Regions from separate parts of the Mus musculus genome. Here regions 1 and 3 are each linked to region 2. The links are chromatin contacts, called in public HiChIP or PLAC-seq maps. All regions are on one chromosome and are shown on one strand. Each heading gives the region's core, a stretch centred on a gene start, on an enhancer-like site or on the middle of the called end of the contact. The rest is flanking DNA. Distances are from core to core; before and after follow the strand shown. Region 1 has its middle 31 kb from the start of Mbnl1. Region 2 has its middle 69 kb from the start of Gm24382. Region 3 overlaps Mbnl1 (muscleblind like splicing factor 1).

Region 1 (4,083 bases), core at 920-3,419, 270 kb before region 2:
GTATATGGTTACAATGGCTAAATCTACAATATAACTCTGCACCCAAGGCTCAGACATATTTTCCAAAGAGCCATAAAGATAGTAAGACAGAAAACCAGGGAGTTTGCTGAGACGCTATCTCTTGGGAATGTCAGAAGCTACACCCATGAAGCCTCACCACCATAATTTGCCCAAGCATGAATAGAACAAAGACAATAATAAATATGCTAACACAGAAGGAGAAAAATCCCCAGAGGTCTTAATTCCATACCCCAAGCTTTGTATTTAATGGTGTAGTCAATGGACAGATGCATGGGTGAATCACTAAAAATGGAAATATTTTTCATCTTATTACACATACATTTAACATAAATTGACAAGAAGTAAAATAACTGAAACAAACTAAGACCCTTTCCTGTCGTGAAATATCACACAAAGAAAACAAAAACAAAAGATACAAACAGTAATAAACCCAAGTGACATCACATAAAATTTGATTTGAATTCATTAGTGAAATACAGACAGAATAGTCCCCCGAGGAAATGCCACTGCTGAGATTCATTATTAGTTAGGTGATTTTGTTTTTGTATCATGATTTTGTGAATATAACATCAGAATCATTTAGGCCTATAGGCCCAGTCTTACCTCCTCAGCACCTGTGGATATAGTAGTGTCCCCTCATCTATGGGTTCTCTGACTAAAGTTTCAATTACAAGTGTCTAGCCACAATTCAAAAACATTATGTGGAAAACTATGGAAATGATACATTGTGATGGTTTAAATAGGTATGGCCCTATGAACTCATGTGTTTGAATGCTTAGTGATAGGGAGTGACACTATGAGGATTATGTGTGGCCTTGTTAGAGGAAGTGTGTCACTGTGGGGGTGGGCTTTGATATCTCCTATGCTCAAGCTATACTTAGTGTGGCACACAGTCTCCTGTTGCCTGTGGATCAAGATGTAGAACTCTCAGCTTCTTCTCTAGCATCATGTCTGTCTGCTTGCATGCTGCGATGCTTCCCACCATGAAAATAATGGACTGTAAACCTCTGAACTATAAGCCAGTCCCAACCAAATGTTTTCCTTTACAAGAGTTGCCATGGTCATGGTGTCTCTTTACAGCATAAAACCCTAACTAAAACAGATATATAATTTTAAGTTGCCAGAATTCTGTGCATGATGAAATCCCATGCCAGACTCCCTCTATGTGCCTAGTGGACCCACATTGTGCGCACTACCTACCCACAGTCAATTATTATCTACTTTGGTTCTTAGTAGCCCTGCCACACTGTCTTAGGACCTGTACTCAAGTAACCCTGTTTTACTTGATAACGACCCCAACATTCTAGAATAGTGATGCTCTACCCACTTTAATGTACCAAGAGAAGCCATGAAGGACTCCCTCAAAAGGAAAAGGCGAACACTCTTGGCAATTCAAGAAGAAAATAGATCTCATGGTGATGTAATTAATGTTCATGGTAAGGACACAGAAAACACTCACTGGCATAAGTAGGGTTTGGTGCCAATTGTTCTCATGCTTCTACTGTGAGAAAATCTTGAAATATTACCATTTTAGATAATGGGTGGACCACAGAAGTTACGTCTCTTTCCTGACATCAGTACTCTGTCTCTTCTGTCTAGAAGATGAGCATTTATGCTTCTGTGCATTTATTTTGGTGACTATGCTTGAGGTTTTGCCAGCTTCCCAACTTTTGCTCTGGCTAACTAATCCAGCCTACTGCTCTCTTTTTCTTCATCTGAATTTTTTGAGGTAATTACCAACACTGTTTCCTCGTGTCTTTCTTCTATGTTTGTATCAAATGTAACATAGATTTCACCATTTTAGCATGTTATCTGTACCTTCTGAAGCCATCAAGTGCATCCACATTTTTGGAACCTTTAGCTCTTAGCCTTCAGGACTTTCTCATCTATGAACACTGAACAACAACCTGCCCTCCCTGTGCTCCCTAGCAACCACTATTCTATTTCCAGGACTTGACTATTCTAGGTACTATACATAAATGGACTCACATGGTCTTTGCTCTCCTGTGTCTGGTTTATTTCATTTAGGTTCATAAGTGTCTAGCCTCTGTCCAAGTTACCTTCTTTTCTCAAGTTTGGCCAGAGTTCTGCTGTGTGAATATGCCACATTTTGTTCATCTGTCAGGGGACAGTGGGTTGTTTCTTCCCTTGGGGGGTTATGGAGGGTGCTGACCTACACATTGTTGTGCAAGTATCTGGTTGAGCCTCTGCTTCCAGTTCTTTTTGATACACACACACACACACACACACACACACACACACACACACACACACAAAATGATACATCCTCTATTGCCACGGTTAATGTTGGGAGGAAGTGGAACACTATTAAGTTTATTCGTGTCACACTGTCCTTCTGCATTTGTATTCTTGCTTCCTCTTATTCACCAAGTCTCCTTGTTAGTCAGGAAATGAGCTCTGTCACCAAACTGCAAACACATTAAAGGCTTCTCTTGCCATCACTTTTCAGCACATGCCCTCTACTGACCACTTCCTCTCCCTGGAAGTTGAGTTTCCATTCTGGGCTTCCTCCTCGCCTTCTCTGATTTTCTCATAGGAGCTTCTAGCTGTGTAAATGTTAGATACTGCTTTTTCTCATAATTTAGTCTGATAAATTGTCTCATCACACTGTATTTTCAACATGTTTCTACTTGAAGTTTCCATTAGCAAATAGTAACCAATTCTTAATCTTTCCCTTCAGAATGCATGTTTTCCTGGAGAAGTTTTGATGATACATCCTCTATTGCCACGGTTAATGTTGGGAGGAAGTGGAACACTATTAAGTTTATTCGTGTCACACTGTCCTTCTGCATTTGTATTCTTGCTTCCTCTTATTCACCAAGTCTCCTTGTTAGTCAGGAAATGAGCTCTGTCACCAAACTGCAAACACATTAAAGGCTTCTCTTGCCATCACTTTTCAGCACATGCCCTCTACTGACCACTTCCTCTCCCTGGAAGTTGAGTTTCCATTCTGGGCTTCCTCCTCGCCTTCTCTGATTTTCTCATAGGAGCTTCTAGCTGTGTAAATGTTAGATACTGCTTTTTCTCATAATTTAGTCTGATAAATTGTCTCATCACACTGTATTTTCAACATGTTTCTACTTGAAGTTTCCATTAGCAAATAGTAACCAATTCTTAATCTTTCCCTTCAGAATGCATGTTTTCCTGGAGAAGTTTTGATGTTACAAAGTCCTAGGTGTTTCCATGTAATGTGGAAGAAAATAAAATCAAAGATCTGCTTCTATTATTCATTAAGCAAGGCAACCATTATTTCTGTGACATTTCCTCATCTGTAAGGGGGGCCTTAAATATTCACCTAAAAATATTATTGGAAGGTTACAAAACAAAAGGTACGTTCTTAAGGATTGTAATATAACATAAAGACAAAAAGTCCACTCAAATTCTCTCCATTGTTTTGCTACCCATGATGTAAGTTGTGTGATCAATTGGATATGCATATCTTGGTTTTAGCCATACCACTCAGAGCATAACCTATGTTGTGTATTGTGTATATTTGATCCCTGTTATTCATTTCTTATCAAATTTTATCTATAAACTCATATTATATAACAAATTAAATTGTTTTGTGAGATTATTTAAAGTAACTTAAAACATCACTGCATGCTTTTGCACTTTACACCATAATATGAAGATATTTCTAAGATGTGTGTGTGTGTGTGTGTTCATATGTGGACATTTTTGTATAGATATACATAAATGGTTACATATTGGTTAACAATGTATGATTTACTCAATACCTTTCTACCTTACCTTTTGACAAGGTCTCTCACTGAACCTAAAGCTAACTGATTAAGCTAGAGTAGATGGCCTGGAAGCTTCAGTGACCTTGGTCCCCAGTGCTAGGATTACAGGTCCATTCATCTCCTTGTACATGGGATTTTATCTCTGGGTGTTGAGTCTTGCCAGTTTGCAGGATAAGCACTTTACCAATTGAGTCCCCAATCCCTGCAAAACATAATTAGAATGAATTTATATATGGAATTCCTTCATTGACTGAACTTTACAACTCAAAACAGTGCCAAAGACAGGAACAGAATCATG
Region 2 (3,867 bases), core at 1,333-3,832:
AACATTCTTATAAGGTTGTTAAATGAATCTGGTTTTGGACATTACAGAGAAATTAATGATTGAAGAAAGATTTGTGCATGTAATTGTTTGCTCTGGCTCTCTTAACAGACTATCACAAACTGTCACTTGAAAATCAGCATATATATATATATATATATATATATATATATAAATATATATATATATATACCCTTAGAGTGCTCATGACTTCAAGAACAAAATTATTTGGTGCTTAGAGTTACTTTCTGGAAGTTACTTTCTTTATTAAACATAAAGATAGATATCTTAGTTACAATCTTATATGGCTTCTGCTCTATGAATATGTGCAGAAAAAGAAAGAAGGGAGTGGGAAGAATTGACAATGGGAGAGAGACTGGTGGAGGAGAAGCAAGTAAACAAGAGAATGCTCTTTCTTATAAGAAAACTTGTCTTGTTGGATCAACAGGCTATGCTTATAACCTCATTTAACCTCAGTTATTTCCCCAAAGGTTCCATCTCCAATTATAGTGATATTGGAGGCTAGAGTTTCAACACTGTTAAATCCATAAAAGAGTAACAAAATCCCAAGTGGACTTCTCAATACAGCAGTTTTATTCATCTTTGTTAATTTTTCAGATTCACTCAAATTGTCATCCTTGCTTTTTTATAAATTTTGCTGAATTTTTTTCACTTTGCCCTATACATGCTTTTTAAACTTAAAGTAATTACCACTTATGATTTTGACTACTAGCTAATTCAGTTGTCTGGGAATTATTTTTCCTTTGTCCATATTTGATCTCTCCTAGGCATACAGTGTAGGTTTTACAGGTCATCGTTTGTAAAGTCAGTTAATATTTATCTGCTACCCTTAGAGCTATTCTTCATTTGCTAACTTTGTAGTATCAACAATCAATGATAAGGCTTCTGAATAATGACAAATTCATCAAGGAAAATGAGATCTTAAGGGTTCTCACTAATCTGTTTAATATAAGCAGTGGGTGTCATCCACAATATGCAATTTTAGCTTAAAGGCTATATTAATCTAAAGTCACATGAAAATCTGCAAGTTCAGGAAGGCCATGATGATCTCATTCTTCTAAAACCCAGAAATAAATCTCCTTGTGAAAGATACTGACTTGGTCAGGGTTCTCTCAAGTCACAGGACTTATGGAATGTCTCTATTTATTAAGGGGATTTATTGTAATGACTTACAGTCTATAGTCCAACTAACCCAACAATGGGCAGTTGTGAATAAAAAGACAAAGGATCAAGTAGTTGCTCAGTCCCATGTGGTTAGTTGTTTGAGTTGGTCTTCTGTAGAAGAAGGTTCTGACAGATGTGCTGACAAGAAAGTATAGGCAATCAAAGAGTGACTACTTCTTCTTTCAATGTCCTTATGTAGGCTTCCAGCAGGTGTGGAGCAGATTAAGGTGTGTGCAGCACCACACCTGGATCTAAAACTTGCTTTGTTCCAGGTTGATCTTGAATTCAGAGATCTGCTTACCTCAGTCTCCTAGACTTGAAGGTGTGTACTACCTTGCATGGGCCTAAGATTTTCATGGCCACTATGCCTCAAGATCTCCATAACAAGATCCATGTCAGAAACTTGTCTTCCATTCCTCAAGATCTGGATCACAGGTAGACCCTCCAGTTCTGGAGTTCATTCTAGATATAATCAAGTTGACAACTAGGAATAGCAGTCACAGATGCCTACCCATGATGGAGAGTAAACATGAAGAAAAGTCTACACAGAGAGTCTATTAAAATGATTTATCTTTCTTTACTGTTGCTAGATATTTTAAATATTTTTATGAAGCTTATTCTCTTTGCTTAACATAGTATATTAATGGGCATATGGATTCTCAGTCTTCATTTTCATGTTGGGCTCACCAAGTATGTGTAAAAAGCCTATTTGTAGTTCTCTTACTATTTGATTTAAGGTCAAGTTTATTCTCAGATTGGGCTGGAGACCCTGAGAGTAAAGAAATAAAATTATGCTTCCCAATGGTCAGTTCCTCTTTTCTAGACTACACTAAATTTATTTTATTGTATAGACTCTTACCCAGATTGGGAGAGAATCACTGATCCATCGGACTCCTCCTTCTCCTCCTCCTTCTCCTCCTCCTCCTCCTCCTTCTCCTCCTCCTCTTCCTCCTCCTCCTCCTCCTCTTTCTCCTCCTCTTCCTCTTCCTCCTCCTCCTCCTCCTCCTCTTCCTCCTCCTCCTCCTCCTATTACCACTACTACTACTACTACTACTACTACTACTACTACTACTATTACTACTACTACTACACACAGGAAGTCTATATATGTATATACATACATATAAACATAATAGAAACTACTGCAATAATTCTTAGATATATTATCAGTAGAAATGCTAATAATATTTATAATTTATAAACATTCTGTAAACTTGGAGGTTGACATATGTTTTGGGGGTGTACATGACTCAACACTCTGCAATGTTGTGAAAAATGGTTACGAGTTGGTAGCTTAATGCAAATTCAGCGTATAGAATAACATAAACTAGAAGGCTGTGCTCTTTCCTAAAATTCCAGGAGTACTTGCCCTGGCTATTCTCAGCACGTAGAAGCTGCCACAATCCATGACTCATAATTTCATTTTTCTTTGCAGGCAGCCTCACTGCATCACAGATCCTACAGTTTATCTGACTCATCAAACTGCAGAAAGGTTCTCCACATTTTAGTAATTAAACAGTTACATTGGATAGAAGCTTTAACTTGATGATAACCTCAATATCCCCATGCCATGTAAAATAAAATTCAGAAATTTCAAAGATTAGGACATGGATAACTTCAGAAAACTGTATTCTGTATGGTCTACTGGGCCAATGTTATTTCAGACCCATAGTTGAAGGCAGATTTGGAGTTCAGTGAGTATTACTATTTTTCCAGAACCTGATGACGGTGTCCTCCTCAATATAAGCAATCTGATACACTCCAGACAAAAGAAGATTCTATCATGGCTCCATTCACTTCTGTGCCTTTTACCTGCTCCACCATCCTCATTGCAAGCTGTAGCTCATCCCATGAGAGCTGCAGAACTTGAAGAGGTGATCTTCTTAAATACTTATTTGAACTCTTTGTCATGCCATAGCACTAGGTAGTTCTTCCTTTGTGTCTCCCCCACCCATCTCTCTCTCTCTCTCGCACACACACACACACAAAGAAAAAACCATAAACATTTTACTAGTATTGGAATTCTTTAAATGAATTGACATAACCATTTATGTAAGAGGCGGGTCAACCAGATGACTAAACTAAAATATAGCCCAGTTGTTTCATGACATATAAGCTCCAAACTATTTTTTAATTAATTTATTTTTTATTACATATTTATTTCATTTACATTTCCAATGCTATCCCAAAAGTCCCCCACACGCTCCCCCACCCACTCTCCCACCCACCCACTCCCACTTCTTGGCCCTGGCTTTCCCCTGTACTGAGGCAGATAAAGTTTGCAAGACCAATGGGCCTCTCTTTCCACTGATGGTCAACTAGGCCATCTTCTGATACATATGCAGCTAGAGACACAATCTCTGAGGGGTACTGGGTAGTTCATATTGTTGTTCCACCTATAGAGTTACAGACCCCTTTACCTCCTTGGTTACTTTCTCTAGCTCCTCCATTGGGGGCCCTGTGATCCATCCAATAGCTGACTGTGAGCATCCAAATCTATGTTTGCTAGGCCCCAGCATAGTTTCACAAGAGACAGCTATATCTGGGTCCTTTCAGCAAACTCTTGCTAATGTATGCAATGGTGTCAGCATTTGGAAGCTGATTATGGGATGGATCCCCGGATATGACAGTCTCTAGATGGTCCATCCTTTCGTCTCAGCTCCAAACTGTGTCTCGGTAACTCCT
Region 3 (4,103 bases), core at 928-3,427, 410 kb before region 2:
TCCTATTTCAGGCCCCAACTATGACTGTGACAATGACTTAGATCTTGGGAACAGAACCAAGGGCATGCTCACTTCTATCAGGAATGCACATAACACAGGAGAGATTGTCCTAGGAAGTAGCAAAGGCAAATGACAAAACTCACAAGCAGCTCTTCATGGAAAGAAAAACAAAATGACAAAATACAAGTATAAAAAAACTACGCAAACTTTCAAGGGAATGAGCAGTTTTGAGCAAGTAGCTCAGCTTGAAGCATATCCTCTTAATGCTTTGAATATTGTTACCTATTAATAATTACTATGTTGGCATTCTTCTTCTCAGACTATTTGAGTCCCATTAATCAACTAACAGTCATGCATTAAGAATCCTGTGTTTTCTTTAGGAAGATTGGGGAAGAAAACTGTTTCAGATGCTGCCCTATTTCATTTGCGGACAGCATTTGTTAGAGAATTACTATACTTGGGAAATGAGAAGCCAAATGGCAGAGTGTATCTCTACAGCAAGGATAGGCTACCTCCCATCTCTTGCTCTGCTCTGACTCCTCTGCAACACAACGGTAGTGACAGCATCTTTCCCATCAGGTTGTTCTAAAGGTAGGCTATGTGATGGCTGTATCTGGCACATCCTCACAAAATGCTACAATATGATATCCTTTCTAATACGTTCAATAGAGTATAATGAATAAATAAGGCATTTTATTATATTTCTAACAGACTGGAAAGTTATTAGAGTCAAGGCCCTCCAAGTGCACCCTACTTTACTTTCCCTGTAATTAGTACACCCAGGCCATCTCAGCCCCAAGTCCGTCCTAAGCAGACAGACAGGAGAGGCAACTCAGTTTTTACTTACTAGGCCATTTTTCTACAGAAACTGTTTATCAAGGCTGTTAATTCATGCCATGCTAAAATTCTGAATAGTAATGTCATACTAGAACTTTATCTCTAATTTCCTTTTCAGTCACAACAGTAAAGTGTGTGCGTCTGCTTATCCTCCGCCCCAAGACAATGACAATCATGTGACAGCCTACTAAAAACGCTTTTATCAGGGTGCGTTTCATAAAACCACCCGCCTGCCTCAATGGAAGTACTTCAGAGGTTATGACAACATCTGCAGAGAGTTTTGTAATAGTTCGTGCACAGCAGCCAATGTGTTCCTGTTTATGAGATCCTCTGGACTTCAGTCATTTATTTGTTCACTCCAATAATCATTATATTGTGTTGATGACTACAAGAAACATTCAAGAAGCAACTGTTCTGGGCCAAACATTTTTTCTAACTCTTTGAGGTTTGAGCATTAGCATCATGTGCAAGATTTTAAGGATACTAAGACAAAGTGGAGAAACAGACACGCTGATCCCAGTTCCAAGCCCTCCCTGAGGAACCTAGACATAGATGCTGACTGATTTTGTAATTGTTGCATTAACCAAAACAGCATAACCATATTCTAGCAAACTTGCACAAACACTGAACCAAGACATGTTCATTCAGTTTAAAGTCACTCTGGCTACAAACACTTGAAGAACTGTAATGGAAACTATGAAGGTTCAACTCTTTATCCTACCTCCAGTCTGTCTGTCCGCATTAACTTCTGTGCAGCAGCTGCGGCAGCTGCTGGCACTGGAACTCCAGGATTCCCCGTGACCAACATTGGTGCAGTCGGCAAGATCTCTGCTGGAACCAGGCTTGGGGAAACAGGCCCCAGGTAAGGGTTAAAGGCTGCTGATGCACTGGTGGCTAAGCTTGGTGCAACTGAAAACATTGGCTGCAAATTGAAACAAAAAGCAAAACTTAATGGCAAGTCTCCATTCCAAATTGATACTCTACTTACAGAGTTATCATTTATTCTTCATCTATCATTCATTCTTTCTTCCTTAACTTCTATTTAATTCTGTCTTTAATTTAGTCTAAGAAGATTTCAGTATACTGATATTTGCTAAGTCATTGTTTTTCTCCAAATCTAGCAGGCAGAATATGCATTCATATCTCCAGAGGGGGTTCGAAGATTGGCATCTAGAATACTTGTGGTTTAACGTCTTAAATATCTTAGTACAGACACTTGTTTGTGCTCACCCAGTCTCCACCTTTGTGACTCAATCCTAGAAATGTGTCTGAGAAACACACTGTGTAACTGCTGTCAGATATAGTGGAAAGGTCTGTTCTCAAGTGTTAACAGGATATAAGTGCCTATCATCTGAGCAGACACAGATGTCCCAGGGGATCACAGAGCCCCACAGCCAGCACATTGACCAAATCTGTGGGCTGTGAGAGGTGATGATTACACTGTCTTTTGAGCACAGAAGAGATAGCATTTGGCCTGGTCACTTGATGTCGGTTTCTCAGAAGAAAGGTTCAGTGTTCTACAAGCCCATCCCATACTTGTGGGGCACTCAGCAATGGAAATTAACCTTCTCCAGAAAATGTCTGGAATGTGAAGCCTGACAGAACATTTCCCAGGAAATGCCACAGAATTATTAAAAAACATGGGATGGGCTGTCAGCGGGCAGGACACACTGGGGTGATGCTACTGCATTCAATGGAGAGAAGCCAGGGATCTACTATGTGTAAATGGCATTCTTTAATATGAGAGCATAAGGTCCCAAAGGACTATACCATGGTTGAGCATCCATCCTACATGACAGCTCTGCATTGTGTACACATCTGTACTAAGAACAATATGAACGATAGACTATTTAATGTATACATTGATTCACTGGGAAAAATTTATAACATAGCATAGCTCACACTGATACATTCACCCTAACATAGCTAGTCCTCCAAGCATGTGCTTTGAACACCATGTTTAATTACTCTGACAGGTCTGTGGCCCTTGACTAATGAAGTAGCCTAGAATAAGTCTTTCCATTTCAAACCTCAAGCCTATTCCAATGCGAAGCAGCTGCCCTCAGGAAATACAAAAATTCCATGTGTATTATGAAGAAGGATCCATGTGTAAAACTGGGTCCAGTGGCATTTGTCTCTCCACAAAACCCTGAACAGCAGCTAACTTCAGGCTTTCCCTTTGTGTGCTAGAGGCCAGGGCAGCACCATGACAGGGTCAGTCCTGCATGGTGATCATGCATTAAACTTCTGTCCAAGAACATTCTAGGCAAATGTGTGTTCTGTTGCACACAGTCAGATACAGGGTATGGAATCTCAGACCACATAGAAGAATTGTTATAAATTTAGCAGAGTCCTAAAAGATTGAAAGCTAATTAATATCCTTTCTCTTTGCATTCATAGCTGTAAATTAAAATGAGTTCCAAGAAAGCCCACTTGATACTTACTATAGCAAGCTACTGAAATGTTTATGTCACTGTATACTATAGGAATTACTTAAGGCAAATGCCTTCATAAAGACATTCAGGATGAAGAAATTTTTCCCTGACTTGACACAATAATGACAGCACACCAATAAAATCAGCCTCGTTAAATCTCACCAAGTTAAATACAGTGAAAACCTACATATGGATAGAATGTAGCTGTCACCAATTATGAACACTGTGTTAGGGGTGGGTTACAGCTCAGAGTGGATCCTAATGTAGGAAAGCCAGTGACCATGGCCACTCCTGCATTACCGGAGCTGACCTGCAGAGGGCTCGTAAGATCTCAAAGATAGGAATGGCTGCATTGGTATTTGAAGTCTTCGTTTCTCTGAAGTAGGGATTGAATAATGTCTAACTATGTAGCTGGTATATTTGATACTGAGTGCATCCTTGCAGCAGTGACTTATAGATATCTTTGTTCCAATGAAGGTTGGTTTAGCATTACCTTTCCAAGGACATTTTCCAGTTGCTAATTCTGGGGCAGTTTATTTATCACTTGTTTGCTTTAAATGAAGCATTCTGCTTACATTACAGTTATTAGGCTTCATTATAACTGAAAATATTATTCAATTTCACATTACCATCCTAGTTAACTACACAAACATGATTATTACTAGTAATTCCCTATCCCGGGCAGCCCACACTGTGATAAGTGCTTTACTTATGTTATGTTTAATTTTTTTACTATAAGACTTTCCTTTCTTTGGCCTCTTTGGGAGGGGGGATGTCAGGAGAGTAGAAGATATCTCTTAGTTCCCTTCTAGGTTCCCACCATACAAAGCA

What was found. HiChIP or PLAC-seq counts read pairs in DNA pulled down with a chosen protein or histone mark.
Region 1: a contact with region 2 is called in an H3K4me3 HiChIP or PLAC-seq map of bone marrow-derived macrophages, with 4 times the contacts expected there. The contact joins two enhancer-like sites. A contact is called at or near these places in 5 of 39 promoter capture datasets (the C10 cell line, the HPC-7 cell line, hippocampal neurons and 1 more), 1 of 484 Hi-C or Micro-C datasets (embryonic fibroblasts) and 2 of 115 datasets of contacts at active chromatin or transcription factors (bone marrow-derived macrophages and large pre-B cells).
Region 3: a CTCF HiChIP or PLAC-seq map of the NIH/3T3 cell line shows a contact between it and region 2, with 5 read pairs. The contact joins two enhancer-like sites. A contact is called at or near these places in 1 of 15 datasets of contacts at CTCF or cohesin (the NIH/3T3 cell line), 1 of 484 Hi-C or Micro-C datasets (uterus), 3 of 115 datasets of contacts at active chromatin or transcription factors (CD8 T cells, astrocytes and large pre-B cells) and 1 of 9 other capture datasets (embryonic stem cells).

What each region holds. Positions count from the first base shown.
Region 1 is chr3:60,467,682-60,471,764 of GRCm38.p6, reverse strand. No RefSeq gene overlaps it. Among named protein-coding and RNA genes, the nearest start is that of Mbnl1, 31 kb to the left of the region's middle. Within about 2 kb of position 2,169, at least 51 of the 459 cell types and tissues checked have an H3K27ac peak or open chromatin away from gene starts, as enhancers often do. A contact at or near this core is called in bone marrow-derived macrophages, where this site is marked.
Region 2 is chr3:60,194,931-60,198,797 of GRCm38.p6, reverse strand. No RefSeq gene overlaps it. Among named protein-coding and RNA genes, the nearest start is that of Gm24382, 69 kb to the right of the region's middle. Within about 2 kb of position 2,582, at least 11 of the 459 cell types and tissues checked have an H3K27ac peak or open chromatin away from gene starts, as enhancers often do. A contact at or near this core is called in the NIH/3T3 cell line and bone marrow-derived macrophages, where this site is marked.
Region 3 is chr3:60,601,350-60,605,452 of GRCm38.p6, reverse strand. Mbnl1 (muscleblind like splicing factor 1) reads right to left here. Exons shown (of 10, transcript NM_020007.4): 4 at 1,559-1,759. Among named protein-coding and RNA genes, the nearest start is that of Mbnl1, 100 kb to the right of the region's middle. Within about 2 kb of position 2,177, at least 84 of the 459 cell types and tissues checked have an H3K27ac peak or open chromatin away from gene starts, as enhancers often do. A contact at or near this core is called in the NIH/3T3 cell line, where this site is marked.